Linked DNA regions of Zea mays: all the other regions are linked to region 1. Evidence: chromatin contacts called from public Hi-C data. All regions are on one chromosome and are shown on one strand. Each heading gives the region's core, a stretch centred on a gene start, on an enhancer-like site or on the middle of the called end of the contact. The rest is flanking DNA. Distances are from core to core; before and after follow the strand shown. Region 1 holds the start of LOC100281505. Region 2 holds the start of LOC100283751. Region 3 holds the start of LOC100284052.

What was found. Hi-C and Micro-C count contacts between places; a contact is called where the count stands out from the background.
Region 2: a contact with region 1 is called in a Hi-C map of leaf, with 5 times the contacts expected there. The contact joins the promoter of LOC100283751 here to the promoter of LOC100281505 in region 1. A contact is called at or near these places in 9 of 25 Hi-C or Micro-C datasets (bundle sheath, ear, endosperm and 3 more).
Region 3: a contact with region 1 is called in a Hi-C map of ear, with 4 times the contacts expected there. The contact joins the promoter of LOC100284052 here to the promoter of LOC100281505 in region 1. A contact is called at or near these places in 11 of 25 Hi-C or Micro-C datasets (bundle sheath, ear, endosperm and 5 more).

The regions. Positions count from the first base shown.
Region 1 is chr5:60,015,437-60,018,220 of Zm-B73-REFERENCE-NAM-5.0, reverse strand. It overlaps LOC100281505, which reads right to left and starts at 1,326. Exons shown (of 11, transcript NM_001154423.2): 1 at 939-1,326; 2 at 568-796; 3 at 371-453; 4 at 178-276; 5 at 1-89. The coding sequence starts at 982. LOC100382664 reads right to left here. Exons shown (of 10, transcript NM_001361672.1): 10 at 2,508-2,784. LOC100275809 reads left to right here and starts at 1,394. Exons shown (of 3, transcript NM_001403697.1): 1 at 1,394-1,730; 2 at 1,845-1,977; 3 at 2,086-2,784. The coding sequence starts at 1,622. The coding sequence ends at 2,215.
Region 2 is chr5:60,406,504-60,409,287 of Zm-B73-REFERENCE-NAM-5.0, reverse strand. LOC100283751 reads right to left here and starts at 1,427. Exons shown (of 4, transcript NM_001367171.1): 1 at 848-1,427; 2 at 545-684; 3 at 371-443; 4 at 1-281. The coding sequence starts at 1,262. The coding sequence ends at 172.
Region 3 is chr5:60,343,982-60,346,765 of Zm-B73-REFERENCE-NAM-5.0, reverse strand. It overlaps LOC100284052, which reads left to right and starts at 1,461. Exons shown (of 13, transcript NM_001370614.1): 1 at 1,461-1,523; 2 at 1,770-2,067; 3 at 2,172-2,283; 4 at 2,363-2,436; 5 at 2,588-2,656; 6 at 2,734-2,784. The coding sequence starts at 1,777. LOC100501691 reads left to right here. Exons shown (of 13, transcript NM_001196366.2): 10 at 13-69; 11 at 168-245; 12 at 351-398; 13 at 516-790. The coding sequence ends at 587.

The DNA of each region.
Region 1 (2,784 bases), core at 77-2,576:
ACTGCAGAGGATGCCCTTGCCTGCCTTGCTCATACGCGTTAGCTCTCAGCTCTTCAAAGCTAATATCTCCCGTGATGTCACAAGGACCGCTAACACAAACAAAATACAAAAAGATGAGCACAATGCATTGAGGGAGGCAGATGCCACTAGTTGAAGCACGACGAGTTAGTTATTTACCTCCTGAGGTGAGCATAGCACGTAAGCTTCCAGAGTGGAGTTTCATTCTTAAAATCCTCGGCAATCTGTTGCCTGCAGGACTCAGGATCTGTACAGGAGCTGGCAAAAAAACTCACAAAGTTGGTGACTCACATATAGCAAGGAATAATCAAGCAGGATTCAAAAGTACAGCATCCCAGAATCGCAGACTCACGTGTGGGCTGCTGCTGGTGGCTGTGCCGCTTCCTGTTGCTTCGTTGGGGCTGAGGGGTCCCTTACCCATTTATTTTGAAATGGCTGATTCAACAAATCCATCAGTCAAATAAAGGAATGATCGTTACACAAGCTGAATTCCACAAGTGAGAAAGAACCATAAAAAAACAGATTATGTATCCATCAGACAACACAAACCTTTGCCTGGCCAGGAGCGTTTCTGGACTGTGCAGCCGCACTGCCTTGCACTCCAAATCCAAACGGGTTGGGCTTCTGCTGCTGCTGCTGCTGGAACTGCGCACGAAACGAAGACTGCTGCTGTTGCTGCTGCCTACTCCCTAAGCCGAACCCAAACGGGTTGGGCTTCGCCTGCTGCTGCTGCTGAGAGGAGGCGTGCACAAACCTGCAGTGCGATCCGTACTTGCAGCTGCACCATCCAGGACGTGAATGAAAACCACAGAAGGTACGGGCACCCAGAGCGAGCATAACGACTGAACTTAAATAAATGTGCACAGCCGGAGGCAATCGCATGCCGCGGCAACGGAGAGGGGGAGGAGAATACTCCGCACCTGCCGCGCTGGAAGTTCCTGCAGAGCTCCTGCCGCCGGTCCATCGCCGGGAACGGTGAGGAGGACCCGAGCCGTGCGCTGGAGCTCAAGTCCTAGGGTTTCGTCACCGCCTCCAACTGCAACTGCCTGCTCCCTCACGCGGAACTCGCGTCGACGCGACGCACGGCTCGCGACTTGTGAAACTGGAGCGTAAGGGAAGGGGAAGTACCCGGTGTTCTTTCCTCGCGGCGGCCGGCGTGGCGTGGGCGTGGCACGCGACGCGGGCGGACGCCGTCGGAGTCGGGGAGTCCTACGCAGCGTCGGAGTCGGGAGGATCCTCCCTGGGCCTCGTCCTGGGTGAGGTGCAAGCGCTGGGCTAGGTGCCGCAGGCCCGATAAAGATCCGGCCTAGCCCGGGAGCAGGTGGGCCCATCGTATCTTCCTTCCTCCAGTCGCAACTCGCGAGTCCACTGGTCACTTGTGTTAGCGCTGGTGATTCGGCAGCCAGCGAGGCTGATCCGGGACCGGGTGGCTGGCCGGTGGCCACACCAGAGGTCTATTATACCTGGATTCCGCGAGGCCACGGACCACGGTGCGCGCGCTCTTGTCTTGTTCCTGTGCCTGCCACTGCCAGTGCCACCATCTCGCCGTCGGCGTCGGCTCGTCGCCTGAGAGCCGAGGCCACGCAGGCACCCGGGCCGGGGGATGTCGGCGCCGGCGGCACAGGCCGTGGTGGCGCTGGCTCTCGCGGCCATCCTCTCGACCCCGGCGCCCCAGGCGGACACCTTCTCCAACGTCCCGCCCACGCTCTCCGGTGCGTGCAGACACGCACATTCGGCACATGCTTCGCAACCTTTTTCCCTTTTGTGCATGCGTATGTCGTAGTCGTAGCGTCAGCGTGGCTGACGGAGGAGGAGCTGGTGAGCAGGGGGCGACGGGAAGCAAGAGCGGATCAAGCACCCCAGGTCGGCCAAGGCGTTGCAGTGCACGACCAAGTGCGTCGGCACCTGCATCCGCGGCGGCGGCGGCGCGCCCGGCGAGGGGCCCCTCAACGTCAGGAGGTAAAATAATAAAGAAAAACACCAGCCACCGGACCTACACCGGCGGACGAGTACTGCCGGTGCGTTTGACTTGTTCATTCACGTTGGGTTGTTTTCTGGTGTGCGCAGGCCCCTCGTGGTGTTCAAGGACGGCTTCCGCAGCCGGCAGTACTGGTGGGTACTACTACTACCTGCACTACAGCCCCCTCTTCTTTTCACTATAGCAGATGCTACCACTGCTCGTGGGTCACCAAAGTGAGCTCAACTTTCTGATCTGATCAGTTTGTTGTTCAATTAGCCTGATAGAGTGCTCGGACATTTGCAATCGCATCAAGGATGGGCAGGACGGACCCTGAGACGGGCCAGAGGAACAACATGCCCAAGCCCAAAGTTGTTGGAGCAACTGCCATGGCTGCGGTGCAGGCTAGATATGGGATCCGGTTCTTCTGCCAGGCCTCCAGAAGCAGAACTTCAGAGGCGACAAGGGTAATAAGGTACAGTAAACCAGTCAGTAACATATAGGATCCAGAGACATTTGCTAGCAACAAAATCCGAGAAAAGCTGTTAAGAGTGATGCGTAGTGGTCTTGATAACCGTTAATGCGATGAACGTCAGGACCATGATGAACAGATACAATGCATAAATAGCACCATGATGAACTTAAGTTTTTATCTGGGAGTAGGAGTTATGTACAGTTTTTCTTTTAATGAAACTCGACAAGATGTCGAGACGGACGAACCGATTAAGGAATTCCAAAGATATGCATCTGACTTCCAATGACACGGGTCAATCCAGTGACTGCTATCTCAAATCTTGATACTCTCATGG
Region 2 (2,784 bases), core at 178-2,677, 390 kb before region 1:
TTTCCTACCACTTGTAAGTAACAGCAGAGTCTCAAAAACAGTCACAGTTTCTTGATGAGCATAGCATGCCTATCTGAACTCAGTTCTCGGTCACGGTACCCTCTTCAGGAGATTCACAAATGCCGGACCCAAACATAGAACAACCCAGTGCTTCTCTTCCCCTCGCACGCATCAGTAGCCCTTGAGCTGGCCGCCCAGTCCAGCTAACGCGATCCATTTCTCCAACGCCGTCGCGGACGACACGAACGCCGACTTGGAGGATTCAGGGTCGAGCTTGCTCACTGGAAAAAACCAGAGGATCCACGAAACCTGTCAGGTTCATTCATACTACGGGCACAAAGCAGGATAGGCCTTTTGCACATGTAACTACCTGATGTAAACAGTGTGGCCAGCGAGCTGTTGAAGCTGTCGACCACGTTCCTCTGCTCCGGGCTTGAGCTGAGCTGTTGTTACACACGCGGATCGAAATAGATGAGAAGAACGCTGGAGTGGAGTCCTGAAAAGACAAGGATGGTTGAGAGAGAGAGAGAGAGAGAGGAAGAACCTTGGAGAAAGCTGCATTGATGTTCTGCACCCACTGGGCGTCTGAGCTTGGTCCCAGCACGCTGCTCGCGGCTGGGAGGTCGTCGTTGTCAATGGCCTGCCCGACTTTGCTGAGCCTGTAGATGAGGTCCTGCAAATACCCTGTGGGTTTTGCGGATCAAACCACAGCACGGTTTACGGTTACTGCTGGAGAGCAAAGCTTCAGAGGTATTCTTGTCTAGTCGTAAATGGAGGGAGGAGGAAGAAGAAAAAAAAAAGAGAGAGACGAGAGCGAGCGGCTGCAACTCATGAGATGTGAACAGACCGGTCTCGGCGCCGGAGGAGCTGATGATGCCCTGCTTCTGCAGCCGCTTCTTCCTGTCCTCCTTCACGCGCTCCAGCAGCTCGATGTCGTCGTCTTCCTCGAGGACAAGCGCCCGCGCGGGGCGGTCAGCGCGGGCGGAGAACGAGGCGGCGACGGCGGCGAGCGCGCACGACGCGAGGCCGCGCCGCCGCCCGACGACGACGGCGGCGGCCTCACGCTGGTGGTCCTGACCACCGCCGCTGCTGACGCCTCTGAACGACACTGGCACGGCTCTCTTCTTGGCCTTCCCTCCTCCCGCTGCGGCAGGAGAAGGATGCTGCGCCGGCAACTCCTGCGCCGCTACCGCTACCGCCGCCGCCTTGGACGCCGGGCCGCATCCAGCGAGCGCCCATACCTCAGTGACAATGGACACCATCGCGTTATCGGCGCAGGACGCACACAGCCTTCTCCTTCCCTTCCCCCACCAGGAAGCAGCACCAAGAGGCAGAGGGGGGAGAAGCAGGCGCGACAAAAAAGCAAGCAAGGAAGCATGCAGCGCTGGCCCAACGAAAGAGTGCCCCCCTTATCCTCACTATCCTGTTTCGGCCGTCACAGCCACATAAAAGTTAGCCCACTGATCACTGAACTGGACAGCATCAGGATCTTGGCAGGCAGCCAGGCGCACACAAAATAGTCGATCCTCCACACAAAATAGAGGAGAGAGACAGACCACCACCATAAATTTCATTCATTGAATTAATAATTACTGTCTCACATACATAAACAATCTCCTTGCACATAGTTACCTACTAACTAAAGGAACCAAACAGGGCCTTAGCTGATCCTGATGTTGGACTAAGGCTCCAACAGCAATATGGATATAATCACTGCGTCTCAGTTCCATCTGTAAAATCTATATAGCCTGTGTTCTAAGGTGCGGATGAATTATGCACAGACACACTAGCCTACTCATTCTTATCTCTGGTTTCAAACTCTGCTATATAAACAATGTAGACTAGAGGCAAGGCTAGGATGTACAGAAAAAAGAGGCACATATCTTTATCACCAGAACCAGCTCCCGCGGCTGTCCACGGCCTTGACTGTGGTGGCTACGAGCGGCATGTGGCCGTACATGGCGGCGAACGCGTTGAGGCACCTTGATCTCTGCAAGCCATGGCCTTTCAGGCTGCTGATGCCGCTCGATCCAATCTCAAATATCCTTCCTGCGGTAGTATATCAAGGGACAGGGATGTGAGGAAGGTACCAGCTGCAGAGGATCATTATTATTATTATTATTCAGTTGCTACTCGAGGCTGTTGCCAATGCAGCAAGCAATGGCCAAGCAGAAAAAAAATGCCAAGGAAGTTTCAGATGAACTACAGTGACTTCTTTGCGCTAGCAGGTGGGAAGCTCAGGAAATTATGAAAGTGATAGTGGCTTCATCAGTTTTTAAATTCCAATACAGCCAAGCAACAACAAGCTCGTGTGGTCAAACAATGTAAAAAGCTACATAGTCCTCCTAATTGCAAGTATAAACCGTCCCTCTGAAATCTGAATCTAAACGAAGGATAAGGTCTGTAGACCCTACAGTGGCTGATAAAGTTTGTCACGGCCAAACAAAACAAAAAAAAGACTATCTAAGTATATTTTAACTAATAATGTCCATTAACTGAAACCGCTCTCTCAAGATTAAATTTGTGGATGCAAGAAGCAGACAAATTCAGCTGATTCGGCAGCTCTCTCTCTCTCTCTCTCTCTCTCTTTTGTCAAGAACATTTTTCTTACTCCTTGATGAAAAGGGTGCTCATTGCTCACTGACCTTGCACCCATATAGGCGGGGCTCCAGTAGCATTTGCAACAAGAAAAGCCATGGCGATGTCCTCACAGTTCCTGCCAAGCGTTACCATAGCGAAAGAGTAAGATCCATGGAGTGGTACACTCCACATGCCAATCAATCC
Region 3 (2,784 bases), core at 212-2,711, 330 kb before region 1:
AAATTGTTTCAGGAAGAACCTGGTGGCCAGCGCGCGCTGATCTTCGATCAAGGGAACAGAATCTCCCAGGTGAAACACCATGAACAATTTGTTGCTTGTCTGATGCCAAATTTTGCGGATGATATGCTATACAGAACACTATATCTACAACTTTCCTATATATGTAGGGTATCAGCTGTGCTGATGTGGCTGATATCTGTGTCAAGGCACTGCATGATTCCACTGCGAGAAACAAAAGTTTCGATGTAAGATTGTTCTCTTGCTCCCTTTCATGTACGGCAACGCTTACTCCTACTGACAATAGTATGCTGTCGTGCAATAACTGAACTTGTTGCTACGCACTCGATTAGGTATGCTACGAGTACGTCAGTGACCAAGGGAACGAGCTTTATGAACTTGTAAGTTAATGGTTGAAATCCAAAACTGATGGATCCTCACGTTCTTGTCAAGGCCATGAATTGTTGTTTCTGTTTAGTTTCGCGTTTGATAATAATATATGGCATGGACGTTTTCAGGTGGCTCATCTGCCAGACAAGGCTAACAACTATCTCGCACCAGCACTGTCTGTTCTAGAGAAGAACACCTGATTGATGCGCACCATCAGACTCGGACATGTAATATACGAGTCATACGACGTGTATATTTTCTCCTCCTGTAAAGCCATACGTTTTTCCTATACAAGCCTTGTGTCATTCACATGGTATGCCGTTTGGCCCTTCTGTAAAGATCATTGCACAGACCGACTCCAGGAAACAAAATTTTATTTTTGCAATATTGCATTGTATGATAAGTTCTCCTGTCCCCACTCCTTTTCATCTAAAACTGTAAAAGTTTGCATAATTTCACCAAGAAGAACAGTACAGTGGAAAAGAAGAGACCAATCTTTGAAGCAAAGGAAGCAGTGCACGTGCACCTGATGAAATGATGGCTGGTTTGCTCACAATCTTGAAAGAGAATGCAAAGCCTGAGGCTGCAAGAGTGGTCCGGACTCTGGAGTACTCTCTCTTTCTCTGTTGGGAAAGTTGGTTTCGGCCTGTTCTGCTGCTCAAGCAGCATACGGCAGCTCACGCCTATGGTGGACAACCAAAGATTCAGTGCTCTGATTCTTCTTGGTTTGTCTTTCTCCGGCAGATCTCTAACGAGTAGATGTTCTCTCTTCTTTTCTTTTCTTCTTTTTTTGAAAGCTTCACTCTAACCTGAAATCGGCTTTACTTAAATTTCGAGCCAACTTAATCTTCTTCTTTGCCAATTCTTTTTTAAAGAAAAGTTTGAGAGATGCCTCTAGTTTTTTTTTTGGGGGTGTGTGTTTGCGACTACAGAGTCTGAAATCACAAATCAGAGCTGTATAGGGAGCAGGTGGCGACTGAGTGACTGACAAACGTGGGGAAGATGGAGACAAAGAAACGCAAGCCTGTGGTCTACTAAAGACGGGGGCATCGCCATCGAGGGCAAACGGAGGCCACAGGATTAGCAGCTTCTCCGTGCTGCTGCGTCTCCTCCTCATCGTCCTCTCCAGTGTCCAGGTAACACCCCCCTGCCGCCAAGTGCTCCTCATCTTCTTCTCCAAGATTTGGAAGTTTTTGACTGCACACAGCAATCTCCAATCCCCCTGATTTCTCTCCCTCCGAGAACACCACTTCCGATTTTCGGTCGAACTATTCGGCATTATTAGAAGATAAGAAGATAAGATATGCTCAGGCGTCGGAGTCGTTCTCAATTGCTGACCATGTCTGTGGAATCCATCGTATTGGCGTTGACCTCCGTTGCAGCTCGGCCATGGCGTTCACCGTCTCCTTCTCCCCCGCCAACGTTCAGATGCTCCAGGCTAGGAGTGGCCACGGCCACGCCACCTTTGGAAGCTGTTCCGCCGTGCCAAGAGCCGGGCCAAGGCTGCGTTCCACGGCCGTCCGGGTCAGCAGCGAGCAGGAGGCGGCGGCGGCCGTCAGGGCGCCGTCCGGGAGGACCATCGAGGAGTGCGAGGCCGACGCCGTCGCTGGGAAGTTCCCTGCTCCCCCGCCGCTGGTTAGGCCGAAGGCCCCTGAAGGAACGCCGGAGATCAGGCCCCTTGTATGCACTCGATGGGTTTCGTCTGTGAATTTTGCGTGCTCTTACTGTAACCGCAAAATCCTGACTTGTGCATATACATATTCTTCTCCCCACGTGTTATTTAGGACATGGCAAAGCGCCCCCGTCGCAACCGCAAATCACCTGCTCTTAGGGCTGCATTCCAGGAGACGAGCATCTCGCCTGCTAACTTTGTGCTTCCATTGTTTATCCATGAAGGTTGGTAGTGGAATTCACTGACATAGAGAGTTGAACACAATTCACATCTGATATGCTGGATTTGCTCGGTGATCTGTAGGAGAAGAAGATGCTCCTATCGGAGCTATGCCAGGGTGCTATAGGCTTGGGTGGAGGCACGGGCTGCTTGACGAGGTACTGAAAGTGTTGGGGCCTTGAGGGTTATCTCGTATCCTGAATGTTTGTTTGCAATGTTCTTTTCGATGAATTTACTGGAGACAAATTCACGTGTTTATTGCTTGGATCAATAGTATTAAGTAACTCTTCAAACTGATGGTATGTGCAGGTTTACAAGGCCCGCGATGTTGGTGTTAATAGTTTTGTTCTCTTTCCTAAAGTTCCCGATGCATTGAAGGTCTATAAACAAATACAACAAATTTCTTGCTTGTCTGTGTCTTAGGCAGAGTAGCTTACGCTCTTGTTTTCCTCCAGTCTCCAACAGGAGATGAAGCGTACAACGATAATGGTCTGGTTCCACGTACA